Regions from separate parts of the Gossypium hirsutum genome. Here region 1 is linked to region 2. A link is a contact called in public Hi-C data. All regions are on one chromosome and are shown on one strand. The core of a region is the stretch at or near the end of the contact, and the rest is flanking DNA. Distances in the headings are between cores, read along the strand shown.

Region 1 (6,518 bases), core at 2,191-4,690, 650 kb after region 2:
TGGTACCATTTGGTATGATCTAGGAACTTGAAAATGTGCATTTAGGGTCATTTCACCATCAAGTCTAGAGAAAGACATCTCTCGAGTCTGTCTCAAGATAGTTGGAACAAAATTTACCATACATATCGAAATTAATAAATTTTGTCCTGTTCTAGGTCTCGAGACAAGAACTCATTGTCTTGAGACATTCAAACTTGAAACTAAAATAAGAAAATAGGTAAGGTTGGTCTTGAGACATGAGGGACCTTGTCTCACGACATGGATTTTAATGTCTCGAGACATGCCATTATCGAAGAAAAATAAATAAATAATTTCTTAAAATAAAATGAGCTCTGTCTCGAGACATGGAGTTCTCTGTCTCGAGACATAGCATTGAAACTTGATAATTGAGTTGGATTTGAGTCCTAACTCTAAAATCAACCCCACAATAACTCGTAACTTATTGAATTAGAATCCTATGTATAAATGAATTTACGTATATGAACATAATGGGTGATTTAATTGTTATGCACGGTAATTATGATCTAAACTTTGTCAACATGTGCTAAGTTAGTTCAAGTTGTTTCGATAACATAATGTGACATCATATATTCGGATCTGGTGAACGGGTCGTGTGTGGTGTTACAAGTCTTCTTATGTTTTTTTTCCTTAAATTGTTTTATGTATAAGATTATTATTTTATTTATAAAAATATTATTTTAATTAATAAATTTTGTGTTAGAAAAATGGGTATTCATTTATTTATAAATATTTTTATAATTTTGTATGTATTTTTATAAAATTTTATGTAAATTTATCAAAAAAAATAAACTTTTAAATTTTTTTTAAAATTTTTTTTAAAAATTTAAGAATCAAGACTAAATTATCAAAATGTGTAAAGTTGAGGGTTAAATTTGTTGAATTTTTAGAATTAAGACCAAATTGATAGAATATGTTAATATTGAATAGATAAAATTTTTATTATGTCAATAAAAAATCTTTCATAATGAATGAGTAAGCAAAATATTAAATTTCAATAATGTTAGTGATTAAAATAAAATTTTTTAAACCTATATGATCAAAATAGAAATAAGCTAATAGTTAAGTGACTATTTTTATAGTTTATCTAAGATTAAATTCTTTTATTTTTTATTTAAATATTTTACTTTATAGATGACATAATTATTATTTTTTTTGTCAAAATTTATTGTTGGTGTACTTGGTAAATATACTTAAAAAAATAGAAGGATTAAGGGTGTAAAAAACTTTTGAATTTTTTCAAAAAAAGTAATTAAGCTTTTGTTTTTTTTACTCAATTGAGTATCTAAATGGGTAAAATGCATTAAAAAGATCCTTTGACAGTTAACATTAATGACCTTTTCTTTTTCTTTTTTCAAGTATCTTTACCATGTGTGACTAGACCTGATCATGGGTTGGGCCACTCGCTCAAGCTCGAAAACCCACTTGAAAAGTGAGAGGGTTTGGGCAAAAATATATACTTGAAAAATGAGTTTAGACAAAAAAAGGCCCATTTTCTAAACGGGTCAGGCCTCGGGTAAGATTTTTTTGGCTCGAGCCTGGATTGACCCGAATTTGCCTAAAATTTTTCGTTGTTATTTATTGACATTTTAATGTTGTTTTGTTGCCATTTTGTTATTATATTACTATTTTTCTGTTGTTATTGTTTGGATATTGTATAACTCTTGTTTTACAATTAATTTTCTTACTATTTTAGAGGCATTTGCTTACTAAGTTGTAACTATTGTAGTGTTATTTAAATATAAAGACTTTTTCTTAAAATGTATTTTCAATTTGTTGAGAATAATTTATTTTAATATTTTTAGTATATTTGATGTTTACTTTTTAAAATTTGTTTTTATATAAAAAATAATATAAATTTTTTAATACGCCGGGCCGAGTTGGGCTCAAGGTTAGTATTTTTTTTATCTAGGTTGGGCTTAAACAAAAATTTAAGTCCATTTTTCGAGTTGAGACCTAGAAAATAGGCCTAAAAATTTGCATTAGCTCCACCCAAACTCGACCTGATTCATGATCAGGTCTAATTGTGACACTTGAAAATGATAAAAATAATAATAATACAAAAATATTGAGATATTATTTAAAATTTAGAAAAAATATAATATATAAATATATAGGAAAAAAATTAAAGGTTATAAGATTTATTCTCCATCAAGTGTGCGGTGGTGTTGTAATATATAAAATATTTTTAAACCAGTGTATTAATAGTATGAAAGGTGGAGTTGGTAACTTGGTCGTCTCTTCTTCCGCCAGCTTTGTTCATTGGCTTCTTCAATTTTTTTATATTGAAATTACGTTGAATATTCTCTGCTATTATTTGAAAATTTCAGTTTTAAGACATGCCTAAAGACCATTATGGAAGGTCAGAATTTTCGTTTAAACTAGTTTTTAATTGCATAGTTATAGTTAATTTCTTGAGACCTCCTAAATTTGATCAAAACTGATGGAGAATAGTGGAAGATAAGTTTGGAGAAAGAGGAGTAGTTTGAGTAAGTTTGATTGGTGAACTCTAAACCACAATTTAATGATTGATATGGTAGATCAATACTCATCGAGAATAGAAAACATACATTAGATTCAAGTTGATTTGATAATTAGTGTGGAGGATCAGAGAAAAAAACTATTTAATTTTTAGTTCATAAATTCATTACGTTTCAAAATTATTCATTTAAAAAAAATTAAATTGTAAAAGAGAAGGAGAAAAAAATTTTTAATTGGTGCAGACGGTATAAACGGAGAAAGCCATAAAAAAATTTTTAATTGGTGCAGACGGTATAAACGGAGAAAGCCATACAACAATAATTTTAACAATTCAATAATTTATATGAAAACTTTTAAATAATTTAATTATCATTTTATAATTTTTTAAATTTAAGTAACTACAAGATAAATTTATTAACAATTTAGTAACTTTCTACATAGTTTACCCAAATTTCTAACCATTAGCATTTTTGGTAAACCTTACAAATTTGGTTTACACTTTTTTTTTTCTTAGCATAATTGAAGACTGGCATTTTCATGTAGTTGATTTCCCCCCTCTATATCCAATATCACTTAATCAGGACTTAGTAGGATAAGTGGCAACATCAGAGCAGGTACATACGAGTAGATCCAATGGAACAACCCGCATGGAAGGTTTTTCAACCCTCATAAGACAACTACCCAAATCTCCGCTATCCAATCCATTTTCGGCGCCGTTCGTCTTTTTCATTTTCTTTTACATTTATTTATTAATTAGGGTTATTCGCTAGATTAGTATTTGAAATTTAAAATATTTTAATTGAAATATTAAAGTGTTAATATTATATTAATTAGATTTTTTTAACTTAAATATCAAATATTATTTTAAATTTGACACGAAGTATATTTAAAATAATTTATTCAAATTATAAATACATTTATATTTGTTACATTGATAGTTTAAATATAACACATTAAAAAAAAGTCTTTGTAAAATTTAGTGATAATATCTGATCTTTTATAAATCATCAAATTTAAATTATTCATGTAATAAAAATTTAGATATTAAAATTTTTATTTATCGATTTTAAATATACTTTACGTCAAAATTTAATGTTGAAATCGATGTTAGGATGATGGAAAGATACGATTATACAATATTAATACTTTGATAAATCAAATTCAACCTTTTAAGGTTTATGGATTAATTTAAATTTGGATCATAATGTAGGACTTATCCTGCAATTAACCCTCTTTAATTTTCTTCTTTGCCACTGTACTAAAGCAAACCACTGTCGAGTTTTAGGGTTTTAGAGTTTGAGCCACTTCAATCCATTGCACCCAAAAAGAAAACGCGAGAAAAAAAAAAAAGAGAATCCTTCCAACAAGTATGCCCTTCTTTCTATATTTCTTGAATTATTCCTTCTTTCTTAAAATTTTGTTTAATTCGTTGCTCTCTCTAATTTTCATATCCAGTTATTGAGATATTTGTTTATTATCTGTATTTTAACTTAAGATAGATTGCTGTTCTTTAGTTTTCGTGTTTTGGGTTAACAGAAGAATTGGTAATGATCAAGTTCTAAAAGGAAAATACCTTTTTTTTCTTTTTGCCTGTGTCTCATGGGATTATTTAAGTCTTAATAGCTGTTCATTTTCTGCTTTAACATATAAATTAATTGATGATGAATTGAATTTCTTATTTTAATTCTATGTGTTATTCTGTTGTAAATTTGCAGGTTATTTGTGAGAAATACTAGTGGGAAGTCAAAATGCAGGCTTGTAATGGAGCTGCAATGATGGGTTCTTTGCTTCAGCCCATATGGGTCAAAGGGAATAGACCAATTTTTCCTTTAAAAGGGTATGGTCTTAAGTTCAACTCTGTCAAACCCTGTAGAGCTCAACTTGAAAGCAGCTTGGTTACTGGAAAGCCTCCCTCTTCGGACTCATTCCCTGTGGTCGAAACCCGATTTGTGGACCATGGCCTCAGTGAAGCCGATCCCGAGGTTCGTGCTATTATTAACAAGGAGAAAGAGAGGCAATTCAAAAGCCTTGAGCTTATTGCCTCAGAGAACTTTACATCCCGAGCAGTAATGGAGGCAGTTGGGTCATGTCTCACAAACAAGTATTCCGAAGGACTACCTGGTAAAAGGTATATCGAGTTAAGCTAAATGCATAGAGATGTGATCTTTGTGTTTTTGGATTTATTATTTGCAGCTAATGATCTTAATTTTTATTGCAGGTACTATGGGGGCAATGAGTACATTGATGAACTTGAAATACTTTGCCAAAAGAGGGCTTTGGCAGCATTTCATTTGGATGAAAATAAGTGGGGCGTTAATGTTCAACCATTGTCTGGTTCTCCTGCTAATTTTGAGGTTTATACAGCAATTCTTAATCCGCATGATCGAATAATGGTAAGATACTTCTGCCGAACTCTGCTGCTGTAACTTAGTTCTCTCTGTTCGATAGTGCACATATAAATGATTCTTAATGTAACTGGTATAGGGTTTGGACTTACCACATGGCGGACATTTGTCACATGGATTTATGACTCCTAAAAGACGTGTATCTGGTACATCAATCTATTTCGAGTCAATGCCTTATCGGCTTGATGAATCCACAGGTAACTCATCGTTATTGTTAAGACTTAATTCGTTTAGTGGTTGGTATGCTTGCTTGGTGGTTGATTTGATTTGTCTTAAATTTGGAGCAGGCCTAGTTGATTATGACATGCTTGAGAAAACAGCTACCCTCTTTCGACCAAAACTCATAATCTGTGGTGCCAGTGCATATCCTCGAGATTTTGATTATCCTCGCATGAGGAAGGTAAGCATTGATGTGCTTATTGGTTGTGCTATATAGTCTGCCGTACTTTACTATCATTTAGTGACTTTTTTTAAGCATTTAACTTAATTGGAATTGATATCTGTTGGAAGATAGCAGATGCTGTTGGTGCATTTCTCATGATGGATATGGCTCATATAAGTGGCCTTGTTGCCGCTTCTGTAGTTGCTGACCCCTTTGAATATTGTGATATCGTGACAACAACCACACACAAGGTTTGGGATGAATATTTTCAAATGCTGTCTTGAACCATATTCATGTTAAATTCACTTCACATAGTGCTAGTTTTGCTTGTTGAAACATTAATATTTAAGGTAACTTGAGAAAATCTACTACCTTGTAGCATGGTAAATCTCGCTTGATTCTTTCCCTATTTCACTTGCCCTTGTGTAGCGAAGAATGTCTTCACGTTGTTTTGATCATGATTTACTTATCATGTGCATTAGAATTTAAATAAGCTGCTTTGCCAATAATCTCACTGATACTTGTGTGTTCCAAATAGTACTATTACTTTGTTTGTGTTAATATGTCCGTTTGAATAACCTACTTGATTTTCTTTACTCATTTCCAGTCTTTGAGAGGTCCAAGAGGTGGCATGATCTTCTTCAAGAAGGACCCTGTTCTTGGAGTTGATTTGGAATCTGCTATCAATAATGCTGTTTTTCCAGGTTTACAGGTTAGTTTGATTGGTCTCCTTTGCTCCTATTACTAATCTGAATTCCCCATTCCATCCTTCTGCCGGCTTTCAAGTTATGGAACTAGTTATATCATGAGAAGCATAATGTTTGTATATGCAGGGTGGACCTCATAACCACACAATTGGAGGACTAGCAGTTTGCTTGCAACATGCACAATCACCCGAGTTCAAGGCTTACCAGAATCAGGTACTTTCCTTCAAAGATGAGTAATAAAAAATAAAGAGGCAAAGTTATGTGGTGATTAAGTCAAAATATGGGTACTTCATGCTGCAGGTAGTGTCTAATTGTAGAGCTCTTGCAAGGCGATTGGTTGAACTTGGCTATACACTAGTTTCTGGTGGTAGTGATAATCACCTTGTGCTTGTGGATCTAAGGCCATTGGTAAGTTACCATCTCTGTGAGACATGCAAACTTGAGTGGCATTTAGAAATTGACTCAAAACTGAAAACCTGACTCAACTCGACCAACCTCACACAATTTGGCTATAAAAAGTCAACA
Region 2 (6,508 bases), core at 2,957-5,456:
TGTATGTTTGGGTAGATTTTATGTCATTTCGATGGCATTAATCAATAATGAAAGCTATTGGATTAGTGTGCAAATTATGGTCCCACTTTCGTTTTCAAAGTAAAACACATGATGATAGTGCTATGAAAAAAAGTGATCAATTTCACTTGTGTTTTTTAAATCAAACCCACCAACCTAAAAAGAATGATCAAAGAAAGGCTTCAAATTCAACTTGATTGGTAATGTAGGTATGCTTAACAATTCCTTTTAGTTGTCAATTTTTTGTTTTTTTGTTCTTTTTTTACTACAAATTCAATGTTAAATAAAGGGTTTTTATTATTCAAAACAATGCTATTTTTTTAAATGCTTTTTTGAATCAAAGTAAAAAACTTATCATGTGTTTTTAAAAATATTTTTAACAGTATTTTTTAAAGTCACTTCAATTGTAACAATAATGCTAGACTGGCCTCAGACTAAACAGAGCTTTTATTCAAGACGCATTTGGTGAAATTCTAATTTTAGTCCTTTTAATATGCTCAAATTTGAAATTCAAATTTTATTTATATATTTTTTCCCAAACACTTTTTTTAACTAACATGATGACGTGTTTTTTAAAATACTTTAAAAATAATTTTCAACCATTTAAAATAATTATTGATATTAAAAAAATACAAAATATCAAATTAAAATATAAAAATTAAATTGACATAAAAAAATATAAAAATTAAATAAACAAGGTATAATGACTTTGTTCTCCCTCCAACTTTATTTAAAAAAACAAAAATTCATTTTAGTTTTTCATTTAATCTTTTACCTATTTTAGCTCAAATCACCTTAACATGGATGAAAAATTAGTGTTATTAATTTTACTATTGTGACATATATGTGGGTTGCCACTTGAATGACACATTGGTATTTAATTAATTTTTAAAAATTTAAAAATTATATTTTTTATATATTGTTTATACTTTTCTAATAACTTTTAATTTTTTTAAAATATTCTTTTAAATTTTTAAAATTTTTAAAAATTAATTAAATGCTAATATATCATCTGTATGGCAATCCACGTATATGCCACATCAATAAAATTAAAAAATATTAACTTTTTTATCCATTTTAAGGTAATTTGATAAAAATATAAATTTAAAAAACGAAAAGTTAAATAGAGAGCTAATTAAATTATTATCCCAATAAACAAACATAAATTCAACTGAAGGTGAGCAAAACTTGATTCGATTCAAAAAAACCGAAAAAAAATTAAATTTTGAATTAATCGAATTGAGTTATTCAATTCAACTTGAATAAGTAGTTCGAGTTTCAAGTTAGAGTTGAATTAAATTTTACAAATTGAGCAACTCAAATATTTCGAATAATCGTTTAATATAAATACTCATTAAGTCCTTGTCAATTTTTAAAAATGAAAAAATTGCTCTCTCAACAAAAAAAAATACAAAAAAAAGAAACTTAAAATAATTTTGAAATTCAAATTATTTATAAAATTATAATTTTTTTTAAAAAATCTAACAAATATATAAAAAATAATAATTTTCTAAAATAATAATTTTTGGGACCTAAATAATTTAATTTATAAATTAAATTTATCATATTAAAGTATTTTATTTTATTTTTTATTTTACTTTGAAAATAATTTCAAATATATATAATTTTAAATTTATATTCTCCATAAAATTAATTATATTATAACAAAAAATTAATTCAAGATATTTTTTTAATTTACCTCAAATAATTTTATTTAAATTAATTCAAATTTTATTTCAATTCAATTACCTGTTAAATTTCACTCCATCAAACGTCAAATTGATAGGCGGGAATGGCAACTCCAAACTCTTACTATCCCCCATACATCATTTACATGCACATTAAATTTGGGTGTAAATGCATAGTAGCCAAACATAATCTCCCACGTGCATCACAGCCAAGCACCTGACAGTGCGACAGATGGAGATCGCCATTTTATGTGGACAAACAAATTTAAAAGGAAAATATTTGACAAATCTAATAAAAAATATTTCACACATTAAAATTTTTAAACTCCACAAATGATATTAAAAATAAACAAATATTATATAAAATATTTTATCCTAGCCAGGCGCGGGTATAGTCCCGGCCATCTCTAAAATTAAAATTTTTTTAACTCCCTTTAAAACTTATAAAAATTTAAATTAATAAAAATAAAATTATATTTTAATCTCTCTAAAAATAATAAAAATTTAATTTTATCTTTTAAAAATTATAAAAATATACAATTTAATTTAAACAATTACACTTAAATTCAGACTTCGCCACTACTTATAAAATAAAAATATAAGATTAATGTACCTAATACTCAGTAAATAAATTCATATATATTTGTACCAAATTACCCCATCTCTCCCTTCAATTTCAATCCCACCATCGTTCCTCTTCTGTTCTGTCCCTTTCAATCCAAAACAAAACGTGGGGTCTTTGTAAGCATGGCCTGCCCTCTCCTCCTGTAAAACAGGCCAATACCCTCTTTACACAGTTTTTCTCCACTTCCAGACTTGGAACCTACAGGTTTCCACAGTCTTGTCTGAAAAAACAACTAAGGGTCCATTGCATGGCATGCCCTTCTACAACATTTTTCTTGTACCCACTTTAACTCTTAGTAGATAACAGCTAAAAACTAATGCTAGTAATGGCAATGGTGACAATCATATGATTCATGAACCAGGAAACAGTACTAATTGGGACATTAATGGATATAAATGCCTAGAGAACAACCAAATAACACAACTGATAAACCCCATTCAAAGGAAACTTAAAATAAAAAATAAAAAAACCAGAAAATGAAATGAAAGTGCCATATTTTTTTTCCTGAACACAAAGTTCCAACAGATGTAAACAATACCAGTAGTAGATCTACACCAATAATTAAACCCTGAAATTAACCCCCCCCCAAAAAAAAAGATTGAAAATGTAAAGCTTTTCACCTACCACTCCCTCTATTGATCATCTCCTTGTACCTAATGATGGAATCAAGCTTTTGCAGTTTCAGCTGGTGCTTGAACTTGTTGATGAAATCATCAGCTTTGGCATCCACCTCATCGTCTTCTTCCTCCGTAGCTTTCTCTTTCCCTTCTCTCACGGTGGCCGGCCGTCGATTTTCCACGATATCTCCTTCCTCGAAATGTTGAAAAGCAGACTTTACACTTGCAGATTTCTTCATCTTCCTCGGAAGCTTAGTTGGTACCTCACCAGATGCTGGTTTAGTATCAGATTTGGTCCTCGCAACATGATTTCCCTCCTTCAGTTGACTGTATACTTCATCAAGCGTTTTTCCTTCACCTTGGGTTCCCTCCCTTTCATCTTGTTTTTCAGGCTCTTGCACCTTTTCATCATGTCCCTCACCCTGAGCTACCTCTGGAGGATAATGGGGGTAACTCTCATGGCTTTTGGTCTGCTCTGGGGAGAAGTAACCGTAGAGGTTAATGGACTTTAGCCTTTGCAAAACAGAAGGGGATCTCTCAAAGGAAGGCTGGCGCTGTTGTTGAGGGGTTTGTTGTTGAAAAGAGAAATGGAAATCACCCACATCAGAGACACTTTCATAGGCAGTGGTAGCACTAGCAACAACAGGTTCTTGAGATCTGTAAGCAGACAAGTTGATAGATTTCAGCCTCTGCAACATAGATGGAGATCTAACAAACTTTGGGTTTGTTTCATCATCTGGGTGGTACTGCCTTTGTGCGTCACTACTAGGCTTGCTGGAACTCAAAGTGGAAGTGAAATAGATGGTACCTATTGTAAGGTTAAGGAAGACAAAGAACACAGTTGGGGTAAACCAGCTTAAAATGGAAGACCATAGGGAATATGGTACTGTTGACATTGGTTCTTCCAACGTGGCTTTGGATGTGTCTGGTTAGGGACTAAAATGAGAAGAGAAAGACAAGGGGTAATGGGAAAAGAAATGGTGGAAGGTAAAGTGGTGGAGGGTTGTGTTTAAGGGCGGGCCAACTGTTTATGAAATTTTTATGGGGGATTTTCTCTAGGATATTTGAGTTTGGATACTTGTCAAGATCTCCATTTTTTGTGTTGATGTATAATAAAGAAAGGGTTATATATATATATATAATTTTTTAAAGTTTTTAGTGTGAAGATTTTGAAAAGGCATGTGCTGGGGAGAGTGAATAGATTTTGTGAGAAACAGACAAAAGAGAAGGGAGAGATTGGCTTGGCTTTTATGGAAGCCAGAGCAAATATGAGGGTGTAGGGCTATCTTTCATTAAAGGAGGGCTGAGTGGCTGACAGTGTATCGCATTTAGGGTTTTGATATAATGGTATTTGATGTTAAGTGTTATGTTTTACTTTCATAAACTTTTTTAAGGATTAATTGTACTATACATTTTTAATGTATAGCTCAAAATTTTTAATAATTACTATCAATCAAGAATTTTTGTCAATCTAGCTATTATTTTATGTATCAAATTCTATTTTCGTAATATTTTTCGCTCGTTTTCACCATCAATACAATGATAGATGTTATTATAATATTTTTAAGTTTAACTTTCTTTTCCTTTTATGAAAATGTTTATTTTATTTTATATTAATATTCTTTAAATCAAATTAATCAAGTTTTAAAAAAAACATAAATGCATTTAAACCTCATCATAAATTAATTTCAAACTTCATTTAAACTTAAATACATGGCATAAACTCATTCAAGTAACATAACGAAATAAAACTTAATTAATAACATCAAAATAACTTGAATTTCAACTATTTTTTTTATAAATATCATATTCAAATTAAGTCTTTATGTACATGTCAAAGTCCTTATGCAATAACAATTAATATAAATACATTACAACTTCAATGAAAGGTGATGTGAAATTCAAATCTTATACTTCTCATTGGCGCGTTTTAAACCACTAATGCATGAGCCTAACAACTTAGTATGTAATCAAGGATAAGCTTATTTATCTTATACTAATATAAATGTTAAGTCCCTTATTAAGAATTTTTCAAGTTCATTTCCATCATACTAAGCCATTTTAACAGATTCGGTTTTGATTACTGATTATAGAGTTCAATTTACTGGTTATTGGTTCTTTAACAATTCGTATTGAGAATTCATGTTCAAGATTATTATCAAGGTTACCAATATTGTTCAATCTAAGTTCATAGCCTTTTTAACTTAACTTTCTAGTTTATTCACATGTGTGTTCCACTTATGGCTATAAATTCTTTATGTAAGGCATATCTTCCCTCATTTGTTTCCTTATTAGGGGTATACCAATACATAATTTTTAAGCACAATTTCATGTCTTATGGCTACAGGATGACCTTATCATAAAAACATAGCCTTTTAACTTGTTAATCCTTTAAAAAAATATACTTTAGAGTACATTTAAATTTTATAATCATAAGAACATCTTATTATCAATATTTTTATTCAAATGGCCCATAATAATATAAGGAAATGACTTGGATACATGGGACTTCCTCCAAAACACACCAAAGAGCACATAGTGCTAGGTACCAAATCAAATCCCTTCAAAACACACCAATGGGGACCAAAGTGCCAAGCCGCCAAACACACCAAAGAGCACCTAAGTGCTAAGCCCGAAGGCGTTAAAATATGCATGTGACTGCATAACCTAAAGGCAGCAGAGAGTGTGTGTAATATGTGCAAAGATTGAAGGCAACAAAACTCCAAGTATGACATTCTAAGTACACATAAATCCATACTAGTGTAACACACCTAACCCGTATCTGTCGTCAGGAAAGGGTTACGAGGTATTACTAAACGAAAACACAATTTTCGGACATTCATGGATACACATAGAAATTTAATCATTTTAATTCATCACATTTGGACCTATACTAAATCAAATCAATTATAATAGGTTATATAGATATATTAAAAACCAAGTTACTATTCATAAGGTCATTTTCCTAAAGTTTAGCCGAACATATATAACATGCTAACCACGTATGTCTTATTTAAAGTCAACTTTCATTCTTCTTTATTACTATATACACATATAACACTTCTAATAAACAAGCATTACTTCAATTATCATATATTCAATCAATCTACGAATAATTTCAAAACATAATTATTTAATCAAATATACCAAAATGTATATGCCAACATCATGACAAAAATTACAATTACATAACCTATTTACTTGTTCATCTACTCGACTATCAAAATCAAACATTTTAATCATACCAATTCCACCATAAATTTTAAGTTAAACTTACCATATAATATTCGTATACACATATGTCAACTTGTCACATAAATATCAAACCACCAACGTACATGTTATATGCATACATATCTAATTTATCTATCGTTAACTGAATACACATACATATCATTTACCAATTCTAAACAAAGCTTATAAGACAAATTATATGTCAAATTTTATGTCAAAAATAAACCACACCAAATAACCAAATGCATAATATAGTAAAGCCATTTCATAGCCTATTAAAAACATGTAATACATATAACATATTATTCCATTTTCAAATGTAATTG

The links. Hi-C and Micro-C count contacts between places; a contact is called where the count stands out from the background.
Region 1: a Hi-C map of leaf shows a contact between it and region 2, with 4 times the contacts expected there. The contact joins the promoter of LOC107962865 here to the promoter of LOC107962851 in region 2. A contact is called at or near these places in 9 of 34 Hi-C or Micro-C datasets (callus, hypocotyl, leaf and 1 more).

The regions. Positions count from the first base shown.
Region 1 is chrA06:30,754,336-30,760,853 of Gossypium_hirsutum_v2.1, forward strand. It overlaps LOC107962865 (serine hydroxymethyltransferase 3, chloroplastic), which reads left to right and starts at 3,441. Exons shown (of 11, transcript XM_016899419.2): 1 at 3,441-3,866; 2 at 4,215-4,627; 3 at 4,718-4,892; 4 at 4,984-5,101; 5 at 5,192-5,304; 6 at 5,415-5,537; 7 at 5,894-5,998; 8 at 6,120-6,206; 9 at 6,294-6,401. The coding sequence starts at 4,248.
Region 2 is chrA06:30,106,699-30,113,206 of Gossypium_hirsutum_v2.1, forward strand. It overlaps LOC107962851 (pathogen-associated molecular patterns-induced protein A70), which reads right to left and starts at 4,207. Exons shown (of 1, transcript XM_016899394.2): 1 at 2,809-4,207. The coding sequence starts at 3,844. The coding sequence ends at 2,948.